2 separate regions of the Mus musculus genome follow, and region 1 is linked to region 2. A link is a contact called in public Hi-C data. All regions are on one chromosome and are shown on one strand. Each heading gives the region's core, a stretch centred on a gene start, on an enhancer-like site or on the middle of the called end of the contact. The rest is flanking DNA. Distances are from core to core; before and after follow the strand shown. Region 1 holds the start of B930059L03Rik (RIKEN cDNA B930059L03 gene). Region 2 holds the start of Vrk1 (vaccinia related kinase 1).

Region 1 (3,033 bases), core at 496-2,995, 4.6 Mb before region 2:
GGCCTAGATCCCTGATCTCTCAGGTTCTGAGCTCCATGCCCCCAACAGCTATCCACTTGGACTCCTTAATCCCTAAATACTGTATTTGTGCCAGATGGTGGTGGTATAGTCCCTTAACCCCAACACTTGGGAGGCAGAGGCAGGTAGGTCTCTGTGGATTTGAGGCTAGCCTGGTCTAGAATGAATTCCAGGACAGCCAAAGCTACACAGAAACCCTATCTTGGAAAATCAAATGAACAAAACCAAGCAAACCAAACCAGCAAATGTTGTAGCAGCTATCTGCCTCTGCCTCCAGGAAGGCCTCTGTGAACTCTAACCTTGAATAGCCATTCTGTAATTTACATTGCATTGTGAGGTGTAATGTGTGACCCAAGAGTTATTATTTATTAAGAGAGTGAGAACAAAACTACTCAACAAATTACATCAATACAAGGGATGCAGACTGCCAATTTATTATTCAGGAAATTCTAACATCATGGAGAGAGAGAATTGTGTCCATGCTTCTGACAGCACCCCCACACCAGGGCTACCTTCCAGGGTTACCAGTATCTTGGGCAGGAAGCAGTGGGAAACAGACATCGCTAGGGCTTCCTTGGAACAGGCATGGCTATGACCCTGGAGGGAATCAGCACAAATTTCCAGATTTTTGAGCCCTAGAACAGTAAGACTCAGGGACAGAGTCGGAGACAGGCAGTTTACTACAAAGAAAGGAGAGAGGGAGACAGAAGTCAAGCCAGGAAGTGCACGCCTTTATTCTTAGGGCAGAGGCAGGGACATCTCTTGAGTTTAGGGTCTACACAGTGAGTTCCAGGTCAGCCAAGAAGAGACTCTGTTTTATAGACAGACAGACAGACAGACAATAAGGCTAGCCAAGGCGAGACCCTGTCTTATGAGTAAATTAGAGAAAGAAGGAAAGAAAGAGGCACCCAGTGAGTGGTAGTGGGAAAGACGGGGTGCTCAAAGTCCTCATCTATGTGAGTTCTGGTCCTCCATAGTTATTTACATAGCAAGCACCTCTACCTCTTTACGTTACCACGTGTCCGGTACACGCCACTTAGGTGGGACGAGTTTCCTGACCCTGCTTACTGGTTTCTTTCGTTAATCTCTCGGCATCCCCAGCCTCCCACCTACTTCAGTTCTCAGAGCTGCTACAGGGGACAGGTTGGCCCTGTCCTATCCACGCTACGGTCGCGTCTCGGGGTTCCATGACGGGGGTCACATGGGACCCTGGTCACCAACCCCGCCTATCAAGTGGAAAGTGACGGGGCTGTAACCCAGGACCTGCCGTTCAGTTCCACGGACGCCTGTTTGCCGCTGTCCAGAAGCCACTTCTGCAGAGTGGCAGGTCGATCACGTGTCGCCAGGGGAGCGGTCACGTGTGGCCTCGAACGATCATGTGAGTCCTCAAGCCAATCACCGCGGCCTGGAAGAAGGGGCATTGCGATTGGCTCATTTTCCTCCCGTGAATATCGCGAGATTCAGAGTCAGACACTTCCCGATTGGTCGATGCGCTGCGTCATTTCCCTGCGCCAGCGTTTAGGTGAAGGTAGTCGGTCTCCCTGTCCTGTGTGCCGTGGGCCAAGCGTCTAAGCTTGGGTCCGGGCCGTCCGCGGCCCTCACTCCCCTCCCGCCAAGGGACGCGGCCCCCTCTGCGGCTTCCTCTAGACGTCGCTGCCTTGTCCTAAGTCAGCCTGCGTTCGAGCTGCCGAACCGAGGTTTCGTGCGGCTTCCTGGCGCGGTGACTCATCCAGTCACGTGCGCCGTGGAGGCTGCGCCTTGCGGAGATCTCCGCCCTGCCGAGATGGCAGAGACCTTCCCGGGGCCGCCCTTGTCCTGCTGCCGTGTTCTGGTGCAGCTGTGCTGAGCTGATATCCTGTTGACTTTGAACTCTTCTCCGTTTTCTGCATGCGCTTTGTCTCATTCCTACGGGGTACCTGCTGCCATCCGCTTGCTCTTTGGTTTGGATGCCGGGTAGCCGTGCTGAGTCCCAACTCTGATGCTCCTGCCTCCACCTTTCCAGTGCTGGCATGGAAGGCGTATGTCAGCACGTCCACCTTACACACACGTACCCACATTTGATTGCCTCTCCACTTGGATCTTGCTGTTCTCGCTGATCCCACATTTATCTGTACATTGCGTCCATCAGACGCAGTTTTGAGTGTCCCACACGGTGCCAGACTGAAGGTACAGCGATAAGTAGGGTAATAGGGACATTGCTTGTAGAGGGCTCACGGGCTATCCTGGGGTGACTGGTTGGAGGGATGTTTTTGCAAGCTCCCTCTTGGCTGCAGTGTGGAATGTTTGAGAAGAAGGTGTTGGGCCGGCAGGAAAAGTTAGTCCTGGGGTGAGGATGAATTCGAATTTGGAATGAGTGCCAGAACCTTTCTAGTTTCAATTTGGCCATATTTTATGGAGACCGCTCAGCAGTTAGGTCCATGTACAGTTCTTCCGGACAATCCGAGTTTAGAGTCCCACGTTAGGGACAGACTATTTATAACCCTAGCCCCAGGGGACCGAACACCCTCTTGCTTCCGTGGGCACTTGCACTCATATGTACAAATCCACATACAGAAACAAACACATTTAAAAAAATAAAATCTTAAGGAGTGAGAGCGTGTGCTGGGGTTTTCTCACTTCTCTGCTCACATTTGCATCTAGCAACACTTCAGGCAGGTGAGGATAATTCCTGGTTTCTGTTTTTCAGCATGGAAAACAGTGCGGCCGGGAGTAGCTGGCCTTACTGCTCAGACTAGGTGAATTTTGCTGATGGCTAAATTTTTGAAGCAGAATTGCAGAGTCAAAATACATGACACCCTGCAGGGTGGAACGTGTTTCTAATGCCAGCATTCAGGGGGCTGGGTAGTAGGATTTTTGGTAAGACTGTCTCAAAATGTTTTCAACACTTACCTTTTAAAACTTTCAGTTGCATTTTTAAGGGTCCTACAAATCTGCAAGCCACCAACAGTAAACTGAAGTGACCCACCCTTCCTCACCTGCTACTGGGGTTACTTTCCTGTCCTTCCAGAAGCATTG
Region 2 (2,803 bases), core at 171-2,670:
TCATCATCTCTGCTACGCCAGGCATAAGCAGCAGCCATTACAGTTATCAAAGTGATATCTGTACTGGATACTAGTGCTGTACGGAATCCCTAACGCCTAACACACTTGTTATCCACCTCAATCCATGCTCCTGTTAGCTCGGTCTCCATCAGCAAGGCAGCGCTGCAGTGTCTGCCATCTGTGGTAGCACAACGGGGAAAGCCATTTTTAGTGATGTCCACTTACATTCCTTTTTCCAGGTAGATGAACATTATCTTAATTGCCCAGATGCTTAATTCCAGTCAGAACTGTAAATTAAATTTCCCCAAACAGTATAATCGACATGTCACAAAAAAAGTGACATGCCTTTCCCCTGAACTCTTAAGCCGGGGTGGGGGTGGCGCAAGTCTAGTCCCAGCACTCAGTAGGCAGAGGCAGGAGGATCTCTTGTTGAGTTCAAGGCCAGCCTGGTCTACAGAGCAAGTTCCAGAACAGCCAAGGCTACACAGAAAAAAAAAAAAAAAAGAAAGAAAGAAAGAGAAAAGGAAGGAAGGAGGAAGGAAGGAAGGAAGCAAGCAAGCAAGCTGTCTTGAAAATCCAAAATAATAATGATGATAAAATGCTGATCTACATCTTTTTTCACTGTTTTGAATTCCAGACTCAATAGATGGTCAATTCTAGTTTCGTTTTGTTTTTTTGTTTCTTTTTTTAAAAAAGGAAAGCAACGAAGCTCTTCAACGACCCGCTAAGTTTAACCACCACCTTCCCAAAGGCAAAATCGCGTTTCCAAATTGCTCCAAAAGCGATGAGGGACGGAAAGGAAGAACACACGCAGACGTAAAGAATGGTTAACGTCAACGACAAAAGAATAAACGGGTAACCCGACCAGGACTGGCGTGTGTCCCCATCTCTCAAGGACTCTGGCGCAGTTCTACATCTAAGGCGACCTAGCCTGGAAACGGTCGGAAACAAACTTTGGCGCTGGGCTGCAGACCTGTTTGCTGCCTCTGAAGACACTGCACCGGGAGCCCGGTCACCGGCGGTGGAGACCTGAGGAGCAAGCTTGGAAGGAAACGAGAAGCTGCCGGCCGCGGCTGTGCCCCGAGGCCTCACCTCACCAGTGCTAAGGAAGTGGCAGGCTCGGCCGGTCCAGGTCCCCGTCCCCGTCCCCGTCCCCGCCACCCTGGTCCCGGCTAGGCTTCGGGCGGCCTTCTAGAACCGGGCTTCCGGCAGCTCCGCGATCGGGCAGAGAAGCGAGGATTCCCGGGCAGGCCGGACCCAGCCGCGGCGCCGCCCTGAAGCAACACCGGACCTATAGTCCCGCCACCACCCCACGGCTCCCTACCCAGAGCGGCCAACTCGCGGTCCACAGCGTAGTACGAACTTCCCGCCGCTTCCCTAGACTCGCGACCTACCCACGGCGCCGTCCCCTCCACACCCCGTAGTACAGAGCCTTCCCGTTGGCTGCGAACGGCGGGGGAGGCGGGGAAAGAGGAAGACCGCGCTTCCCTGTCACCTCTCCGGACATGCCGGGAATTGTGGTCCTTACGCTTGCTCCATGCTGGGAATTGTAGTCTTTGAACCTCCAAGAGGCGAGATGGGGGCGTGTTCCTCTGAGCACAAGGGCTTCTGGGAAGTGTGGTTTGCAGCCCGCTTGCTGTTTTACATGTTACTGTGGCTCTCAAAGCCTTAAGAACCGAAATAAATATAACCAGTACTCACTGTTGCTTGATTTATTAAACGGTTAGACAAAGAGACTCATTTCAAATATCCGAAGCGCGTCTCGGTGTTTACTTAACCCACCGCAGTATTTGAGCTACTTTTGTCAAACATCAGTTTTCTTTGTTTCACCATCTCCTTCCTAGAGGTTGGAAGAATGAGCTTCAAGCTGCACTTTGGATCTGCAGCTTCTGAAGCCCTAGAAAAGGCCTTGGGTTCGGTGCTGTTCTTGTTATTGCTATTGTTTTACCAATTTGATTTTTTTTTTTTAATTTTTGGTTTACTAACAACAGCTGAGTTAAAAATGTGAGCCAACACTCCTAGCCTGTGTTGTTTCTTTTCTTTCTTTTTTTTTTTTTTTTTTGGAGGGGGGGCAGTTTCGAGACAGGGTTTCTCTGTGTAGCCCTGGCTGTTCTGGAACTCACTTTGTAGACCAGACTAGCCTTGAACTCAGAAATGCGCCTGCCTCTGCCTCCAAAGTTCAGGGATTAAAGGCGTGCGCCACCACACTCGGCTTGCCTGTGTTGTTTCTTAAGGTGGATCTTAAAACACTGTATGAGCTTTAGTCCCTACGAAATCTGAGTTGTTGCCCAGTGTGCAGTTCAGCATTGATCTTCATATCTTGAATTCACCGTCCCAGGTACCCACACCTGCTCCAATTTCTTTCCTATTTTGCCGTCTGCCCCATAGAGCAGATCCACAAAACAGCTGTACTGCATGCCCACTGCTCCCAGACTTCTGCTGAGTTTGATCCATGATGGAGCCTGAGAATGGAAGAAAAAAAGGAAAGTCACCTAACGACGATCACACACACATACACGAACAGCTAAGTCCCTTAGCTAAGGGTCACTTCAGCTGGGCTTTCCACAAGTCTGCAATGAGAACATGCCATGATGATTGTGTTGTTAGGACTAGAGCTAGTAACACACTGGCTGCCCCCGAGTCACAGGTTACTGTTTCATCCTGTGTGGCTCAGACCCCACACCTCTCTAAACAGCCTCCTGGAACATAAACCCTCCTCAACAAATCCTCTCACGGCATCTGCTTTCTGTACACACGCCGATGGAAACGCAGGCACAAGGTGAGCTCTCGATGACTATTTGTC

The links. A called contact is a pair of places that touch in the nucleus more often than the background predicts.
Region 1: a Hi-C map of rod photoreceptor shows a contact between it and region 2, with 9 times the contacts expected there. The contact joins the promoter of B930059L03Rik here to the promoter of Vrk1 in region 2.

Annotation. Positions count from the first base shown.
Region 1 is chr12:110,590,086-110,593,118 of GRCm38.p6, reverse strand. B930059L03Rik (RIKEN cDNA B930059L03 gene) reads right to left here and starts at 1,745. Exons shown (of 1, transcript NR_033340.1): 1 at 440-1,745.
Region 2 is chr12:106,008,880-106,011,682 of GRCm38.p6, reverse strand. Vrk1 (vaccinia related kinase 1) reads right to left here and starts at 1,420. Exons shown (of 14, transcript NM_001029843.2): 1 at 1,325-1,420.